2 separate regions of the Gossypium hirsutum genome follow, and region 2 is linked to region 1. Evidence: chromatin contacts called from public Hi-C data. All regions are on one chromosome and are shown on one strand. The core of a region is the stretch at or near the end of the contact, and the rest is flanking DNA. Distances in the headings are between cores, read along the strand shown. Region 1 overlaps LOC107928740 (a long non-coding RNA gene). Region 2 holds the start of LOC107935860.

The links. Hi-C and Micro-C count contacts between places; a contact is called where the count stands out from the background.
Region 2: a contact with region 1 is called in a Hi-C map of leaf, with 2.6 times the contacts expected there. The contact joins the promoter of LOC107935860 here to the enhancer-like site in region 1. A contact is called at or near these places in 9 of 34 Hi-C or Micro-C datasets (callus, leaf and petal).

What each region holds. Positions count from the first base shown.
Region 1 is chrA12:9,241,176-9,245,771 of Gossypium_hirsutum_v2.1, forward strand. LOC107928740 (a long non-coding RNA gene) reads left to right here. Exons shown (of 4, transcript XR_001692703.2): 3 at 504-565; 4 at 1,850-2,168. Among protein-coding and RNA genes, the nearest start is that of LOC107928740, 3.6 kb to the left of the region's middle. Within about 2 kb of position 1,971, at least 4 of the 9 cell types and tissues checked have an H3K27ac peak or open chromatin away from gene starts, as enhancers often do. A contact at or near this core is called in leaf, where this site is marked.
Region 2 is chrA12:9,356,439-9,360,823 of Gossypium_hirsutum_v2.1, forward strand. It overlaps LOC107935860, which reads right to left and starts at 1,842. Exons shown (of 10, transcript XM_041082651.1): 1 at 1,557-1,842; 2 at 917-968; 3 at 1-490. The coding sequence starts at 361. It also overlaps the pseudogene LOC107922147.

The DNA.
Region 1 (4,596 bases), core at 721-3,220:
GATTTGTGAGTACCTTATGCTATGTTATGTTCCGTATAAAAAGGTATGTGTATGCATGCCATACGATCTAAGTTATATGTATGTACAATATTCTGTCTATGTTTTGGGGTGGGATTGATATGATGGAGGAAATGCTACATGGCAATATCTACTGCAATTATAGCGGCTAGATTGCAAATTTCTTTTTGGTAGCTCAGCTGCGTATTTATGAGTGGCGTACTGCCATGTACTAATGTGATTGGACGGATGAACTCTTGTAGTTTTAATTGGTGTGGTTGGTTGAATGGAGATGGTGTGTAGAGGATGGAAGTAGGATGTGGTATGAGATGATATATTATAAGATATGTTCTAACATGAAATTTGATATGATATGTATAAGATATGTTCTGAAATGGAATCTGATATGCTATGATACGTTCTGGTATATATTTATATTGTTTTGTTTGTGTGGGACATATCACACACTGGGCGTAAAGTTCACGTGTTTGTTTGTTTCATTTCAGGTGATCTTCAGACTTAGCATTGGACAGCGATACAGGACCTCGGTTTCCACGCTTTTGGTTTAGTACGTTCCGGACTGATATTTTTTATGGACTTTTACAGACTTTTGGAACGTTTTAATTTTGTTTGGGATTTCAAATTTTATTTTGGTGTTTGGTTCTGTAAAAATTATGGTTTTTAATCAGTATTTAAAACAAGACGACAAAAAATAAACTAGGGATAAATAAGACCAAGTTGCTAAAAGGGTTTCGAAGCCAAATTTTGTTGAAATTCGCTAGAATGTTTTGTTTCGTAAAGAATTACGTAAGTTGGATCTGTTTTAGTAAAAGCTATTAAATAGGGGTTTTACCTCAAAATACTCACGGGTTTTCGAAAATCGATACGTTTTCTATAAGATATATGAAATTGGATTTTCTTAAAGTTGGAAGAGGTTTTCACCAAAACTTAAGCATTAGGTAATGATGTAACCTCCACAATCTGACCGTACTGTCTAGGTCAGATTTAGGATGTTACACTTTAACGACATATTATTATGAAAGCAATTTAAGTACTGCTTGTTCAGTGACTTTGTTAAAAGTTGTTACCCTCTTAGGATGCAGTTAATCTCTTTGGGATAATATTTGTTCTCTCAATATACAAAATAGAAACATTAATTGCATATTTTGATCACTTTTTAAATTCTTAAACTTTTCATTTAGTCTTAAATAAAATTATTTTTTAAGACTTTTATATATTTTTATTTACCCTATTAAAATTCTCATTTATCCGCATTGTGATTTAACTGAAAATCTGTAGAAATGTATTAAATATTAATCGGATATTGGCAAATTGGCCATGTGAAATTTTTTTGAAAAATATTTATATTAAAAATAAATAAAATTTTAGTTGAAAGGATAAATTTGAGACATTGAATAGCATAGTGTTTTAGGTTTAAATTCTATGTTGCATGTATTTTTTTTTTCTAAATTATATATATAATAAAACACTTTCATAGTAAAATTTACTTTGTAAAAAAAAGAGTGTCAATAATTTTCTAAATTTATTTATATTATATAATAAACATTTGATTAAATTAGTGTCGTGACTCAATCGACCACTAATTAATTGTATAATAATAGAATATTCTTACTTTACAAAGTAACTTATATTATTTTGATGGTATTTTTGTCACTCTAAATCTTTTATATACAAAAATATAAAAATATTCCTATATAATTAGATTTGAATCCATGTTTATAATTCTGATCCTTTAAACTTTATTATTCAATCAAAATCTCATTTGTTATTTTTATCAAATTTTAATAAATATAATTATTAAATAATTCTTTTCTTTTATCTATAATTGTAGGCGTAGATAGCAACTGCAGATTTGGTTGACCCAAGGCGAGGATGGAAGCTTTTAAAGCCCACTGTCCAATGGGCCCCAAAATCATGTGCGCAATCTTTATTTATATCACAGTGACAATCATATGTGGAAGGCCGGTGCTTGATATATTAATATTTGAACAGACAAGGCGACTGGGATTGGTTAGAGATATAAGGGATTGTCGGCCACGTATCTACTGATACCACAGCAGTCTTTTGTTTTCTTTTAGACGATCGAGCCACGATTTCAAATAAAATATTCTATTATTATATTTCCTATTAATCGAATATGATTTTAACCACTGACTATGCATCTACGAAGCACTTCAGTTTTTCTTCAACTGCAATCATGTCTTGGTGCAAACATTTCAAACCCCAACACTAAACTATATATTATACATGACAATAATTGAAACTGAAACTAATTCACAGCGGTTGCTTCATGCTTGTCGGTATTCTATTAGTATTGCTATATATAACATCAATACTATCCTATAATTACCTTATACCATAATAAGTGTCATTATACGAGTACATCATTAAAGATTTCATTTTTAGGGATCATTCCTCTCCTCTCCTCTCTCCATTAGTGGTGAATCTAAGGAGCTGTTATGGATACCGACTCTTAAAATGTAAAATTATTATTTATGTATTTAATTTTTTTAAATATTTAAAATTAGTAAAGATAAAATTATATTTTTGTCTTCTTAAAATTATAAAATTTCAATTAAATCTTTTAAAATTTATAAAAATATAGACTACAAAAAATTAAAATTTTATTCGGTCCTCTTAAAAGATTGTTCTGGCTTCATCTTTACTCTCCATCTTTTTTATTTCCATTTTCCTAGAAAAACCCATCAACTAAATAAGTTCCAGGTCCCAACTTCTTTACTAAACTCAACCAACATATATTTTTGACTCTCCACTTATTCTAAACAAAATGAATCGATCAATACGATTACCAACCAAACTTTGCATCAATAATTAATGCATAATCGCCAATTATTAATTGGCACCCTTGCCAACTAAAAGAACTTGTCAAACATAATTGAAAGCTATTAAGGAACCAAAATTTTTTGTTCTCACCCCTCGCCATTTTGTGGGTGGGAACCCTTGCCATTTTGGTTTAAGCAAGGGTTGAAAAGAGTAAGTTCCCTAGCATCCATCATCACACACGTAGTATACTGGGTGCTGTATCATAGTAGGGCCAACTTTCAAATAAACAAAAAGCATATAAATTTAGAGTAAATGAATTTAAAACATATTTTAATTAGTATAATAATAAATAATGATAATTAATAACTACTATATTATGCTACTATTTTAGTATGTGATATAGTATTATATAATGTTATAATGTTTAACTATCAATGCATATATATAAACTATTAATATATTATATATGATATGATATAATATTATATAATATAGTAGGAGAGCTAACTTTCAAATATACAAAAGAGTATTAGAGTGTTTTCAACCATTATAATAAACAATAATATATAATGATAATTAATATATTATATATAACTATTATAGTATGTGATATAGTATTATATAGAGTAATAATATATTTTAAAACCATTAATACATACATATATATAACTATTAATTGGTCCAAAATCAAAACCTAATTTACCAATCGATTTGACTGAATTGACTTGATTGGGTCAGTTAAATCGGTTTTAGTCCGCTAACTGTAATAGATGATACACTATTACATAATATGATAATACTATATATATATATATATTTGTTAAACAATTTAATTTTTTTACATAAAAGAAATAGTTATAAAATTTTTAATTTACATCAAATTTGACATGCATGATTTATATGTGACAGTTGAATAATTAAAATATTAATCGTACAAAGAGATACGAAAGAGTATAGTGTAAGTGGATCCCTCCCATAGTATATAACTATTACTAGAATTGTTAATACACACATGTGTGTGTGTATATATATATATAACCAGGGTAAACTATATAAATAGTCAACTAATTATTAGCGTGTTTATATTTTAGTCACTTAAGTTTAAAAATTACTATTTTAATCACTAATGTTATCGTAATTTAATATTTCAGTCACTCATTCATTAAATCAGTAACAGAATGTTGACATGGCCATTTCTTCATTGGCATAATAACAAAGTTAGCCTTCTATCAATTTGGTCCTAATTCAAAAAATTCAACAAATTTAACCCTCAACTTAACACAATATGTCAATTCAGTCTTGATTAATCTTAAAATTTTAAAAATGAAAATGAAAAAACCTTTAAAAAATAAAAAAATTTAAAGTTCATTTTTGATAAAAATTACAAATAAAATTATAAATAAATGAACACCCATTTTTTTCTTTTTTCTAACATGAAATTTATTTATTAAAATAATAATTTTGTAAATATTTTTTTTGAAAAGCCCACAAACACGATTAGCCTTTTTTCTCTTTTTTTTTAGTTTTATTTTATAAATAATAAATTATTTATTATATGTATGGTCTTGTTCTTTAGTCCTCGTCAAATTTGTTGAGTGTTGGGCTGTAATAGCCCGTTTTCAGTGAAATCGAAACAGTGGTTTTGGGACCACAAATCCGAGTCCGAAAGGAAAATTATTTTAATATTATTATTGCATGGTCTGCATTATGATAGAAATGTCGTATAAAAATTTCATTAAGAAAATTTTACCGATTGCATGTCTAATTAGATGGAAAGGACCAAATTGCATAAAA
Region 2 (4,385 bases), core at 592-3,091, 120 kb after region 1:
CACTTTCAGAACCTGTATGAGAAATTCCCAGAATGCCTTTTAGATCCATATAAAGAGGTCCACTGTTAGGATCACCATAAGCATTCTGAACAAAATTCTGCCGGGGATTTACCCTTTCCCGCATAAATTCCAGAGCAAACTCCTCACCTGTCTGAATGGAGTAATTCAAAACTGGTCTAGCTCCAGCCGTCATACTATAATCAGGAGGCCGGATGTTAGTATTAATATTACTAGATGGATCATGGAAAAATCTTTGGTTTGCAGACTCAAGAGTCTCATTTCCAGCTTCCATATTATTGTATCGAATTTGTTCATGGTTCTTCTGTTGATCCATTAAGCCTTTTCCTAGATTTCTCTCCATTTAGATAAAATTTTCCAGGAAAAAAAACCAAGGCAATATGCCATGATTATCACAGCTACTGCAATATCAGCACATGCATTCTGCCATAGCCAACAGCAAAGTTTGCATTGCAAAGACCTTAACTTGAGCCTGAAAGGTTGTACGAGAATTCACTATTAGTTATTGAGAGAAAAACACACAACTCAATTCAATCTGTAGCCACTTGCACAGTTTTATAATGAAAAAACTAGCACTGCCATTCCACTACAATAAACTATTTTAAGAAACAACACCGTCCACACTAATAAATAACCAATTTGTTTAAAAGACAATAACCTCACAAACAAGGTCAATCAAGCATTGCATTATTATATTGATGCACATAAATGGAATTAAATACAAACCACAACTTATAAAGAGCACAATATTTTTCAAGATAAATGAACCCAGTCTAATTTTTCGGGAGAAGTAATTCTTGCACTTGGATCATACCATATATTTAGCACAAATACCCTAAATTTAATTGAGAACCTCATAATAGAATTTTTGAAGTTAATTTTCTGTTAGGATTCTCACCTTCTAACAACTTTCAATAAAACTTTTAACGCAACAGAGAACAGAATTGAAGCTGTAAAAAACATTTCAACTGAATCATACATCTGAGACTTTTTTTTTTTGGGGGGGGGCAAAGTTAAACAAAAGAATCGAAGATACAAAGCAGTAGTTATAATGCATCTGAAGCAAATCTAGAACCCTAAACATGAATTATAAATAACGCGGATTCCAAGAAAAATATGCGAAGGAAATGGTGCAGATCAAACAAACATTCCACGAAACTACTTAAATCAATCCCACAAAGTGTGATCCCATACAAGGCAAATCCAACTTGAATACCGATTTACTTAAATCCATGATAAAACAAATAATTTATATGGTTGAAATGACAACATCGAAATTAAGTAGTAATAATAACATGCAGTGAGAGTCGGCAGTCTAATCTTTAAAAAAAAAAAAGAACTCTAAATATTCTCTCCAGCACTGATCAGACACTAAAAAAAACTATACTTCTGTACAAATAGAACCATCACCACGCCTATAACCAAATCGAAATATAAATTCGAATCGGAACTGAAAACCATAAACAGATTGAAGGCTATAAACTTTACTAAAATCTCACACTAATCCATAAAATAAATAAATAAAAGAGTATGTTTACCTCAAGAAGGGAAAGCTGTGAACTTTTAAGCAGCAAAGGAGAAGATTATTAACTTTCTCTCTCTAAAATTCGCTCATTTACTCCGTCGAAGATTGTGATTAGAGAGTCGTCTCTCTTTCTCCCTCTATCATGTCCTTTTTCTTTTTCTTTTTTTCTTTTTTCTTATATGTTGGTTTTGATCTTACTATTATTAAATTTTCTATTTATTTTTCTTTTGTATTTTTCTAGATCTATAAAATTTTGCCTCTTTACGACCTTTTCGACACGGCAATCATTATTTTTTTAATCTTTTCTTTTCCCTTCTTTTAACTTCCTTTTATTTTACAATTTGCTTGAAAACGTCGGCAATTTGGCCCTCGACGCACAGGGTGACCGCGTAGAATGCACGGAGCACTTGTTTGTGCGTGTTCATCTAGGTGGTGTGGGTCCCGCGGTGAGAGACGGACGGTTATGGGTTGGTGAGACTGAAATTGGTCAGTGCTGTGCGAACAATTTATGATTTCGATTATCTTAATTTTATATTTTTCTTAAATTAAATTTTGATGTTTTAAAAAATATTTAATCATTTAAAATAATTCTTTGATATTTTAATTTTCAGTTTTATTATAGTGCTAAACTATCCAAAAACAGTTTCGACGGCTGTTACTGAAATGGAGAGTAAAGTAGGCCGTGTTTTTCAAGCTTTGCTTTATGGGCTCATTTACCCCTGGCCAAATCCTGTGGGCTAAGATTTATCGATCGCCAAGTCCGGCAAATGTTCCAGATTACACAAGCTTTGCTGACGACTCACTCATGGTTGGTATTCTTTTCTTTATTTTATGTTGAAACTAAGGTGTTCATGGTAACTAATCCTCTAGCTGCGAGTATTTTTTAAAAAGATAAAAGTCATGAAACGTGTTTCATTTTCTTAGGTAAAAATTGAACTCCTAATATCATAGTTAATGAATAAAGTGAGCAACCATCACATCTCATAATTTTCCTTTTCTGTTTTCATGTCTAGTATATTTATTCAATTTTTTTTCTTGTCAAAATAAATGTATAATTTGATAGAAAAATGATTTCAGAGTGAAAGACATTACAGAATGTGTCTAAAACTTCTAACTATGATGAATGTATTAATTATGGATATGATATCGAAAATAGACCAATTTTATATTACTTTCCAATTCGAACTACCAAAAGCAATGTCTCCTTACATAATATGGATTCTAAACATTCATAATCTAGATGTGAAAGAGGCAAATTACTTATCCATCGGTCTATTAGTGAACTATCTCTTCAAAGACTGTGAAAGATGTTCTACTAGAAATATTCTTGTTATTGCTACGACTTATATTCCCCAAAAAGTGGATCCCACTCTAATGGTCCCAAATAAATTAAATACATGTATTAATATACGAAGACTTCCTATTCCACAACAACGAATATCACTTTTTTCACTCTTTCATATATTAGGGGATTTCACTTGGAAAAGAAAATGTTTCGTACTAATGGATATGGGTCCATAACCGTGGATTCCAATGCACAAGATCTTGTAATATTTACCAATTAGGCCCTATCAATTAGTATTAAATAGAAGAAATCAATTATACACACTAACGCAATTAGATCTGCTCTTCATAGACAAACTTGAGGTTTGCAATCCCACGTGCTAGAATTTCATATTAAATTTGTAGTTTTATTAGTAATTTTCATAATTTTTTAACTAAACTAATAATTATGTTTTCGTATAATTAAAAAATAATATTTTTCAATAAAATTGTAACACACAATACAAGTTTATTGAATGCCATGCAATTTTTAACGTAAAATGAGATAAAATGATATTATTTTTTTATTCAAATGACAACATTAATTATAAGATAAACCTACACATTTCAAAAGAGACACTCGAATCTAAAATTTTAAAATTTCTAGGTCTCAACTTCGTCACTGAACTAAGATTCACTATAAATAAAATAATAATTTAAGTATCACTTCTAATAAAAATAATAATTATCAAACTGAGAATTAGGGTATAATTTAACACTGTTTGGATTAAAAGTAGTAAGGAGAAAAAGAAAGAAAGTAAACAAGTGAAAAGATAAAGAAAGTAAATAATTACTTATCCAGCGGAGCATATACTACTAAATCGTCGTAGCATAGGCTTGATACAAAATAGAACTAGTGGCATTAGCCAACGAAATAGACCTAAGCTCAACAAGTGTTTCATTACAAACATAAAGATAGTTCACAAAAGGATCACAATCCAATTATCCAAGGCAGTTAGCAGCTGAAGACTGCTTCCTTTACGCACCATGGCATCAATACCACGGTTTGCATCCCTAAATATATGTTTCAGGCTCCACTGCTAGAAGCAGAGTAGGAGGGTCCTATAATCATTAATCAAAGTTTGCATCAGATAATTACTATGTTAGAAAATATTAATATGATATGTATAATAAGAATAATTACATGTTATTATTTATTATTATAAAATATTAGTTCAAATTAAAAGTGATTTAATTTAGTTAAAGTTTATTAGGCTTTAGTTATTAAATAAAATATGGACTAAATATTTGTAAATACTCTAATAACTAATTTCTAATTGATGATGGGTTGATTAGAATCATCAATTAGAAATTAGGGCCAATGTACAAAAGTTATATATATTAAATTTATGGTATTCAAATTACTTATACGTAACTTTTTAATATTCCATCTTTAGAAAAGAGAGAGTCACCTTCTCAAAAATACTTGTGTGCTAATTTGGAAGATCAAAGTCATTACATCAGAAAATTTCAAGAAATCCATGGATTTAGGTGCACTTCCGCATCTAGTTTTGTTCTT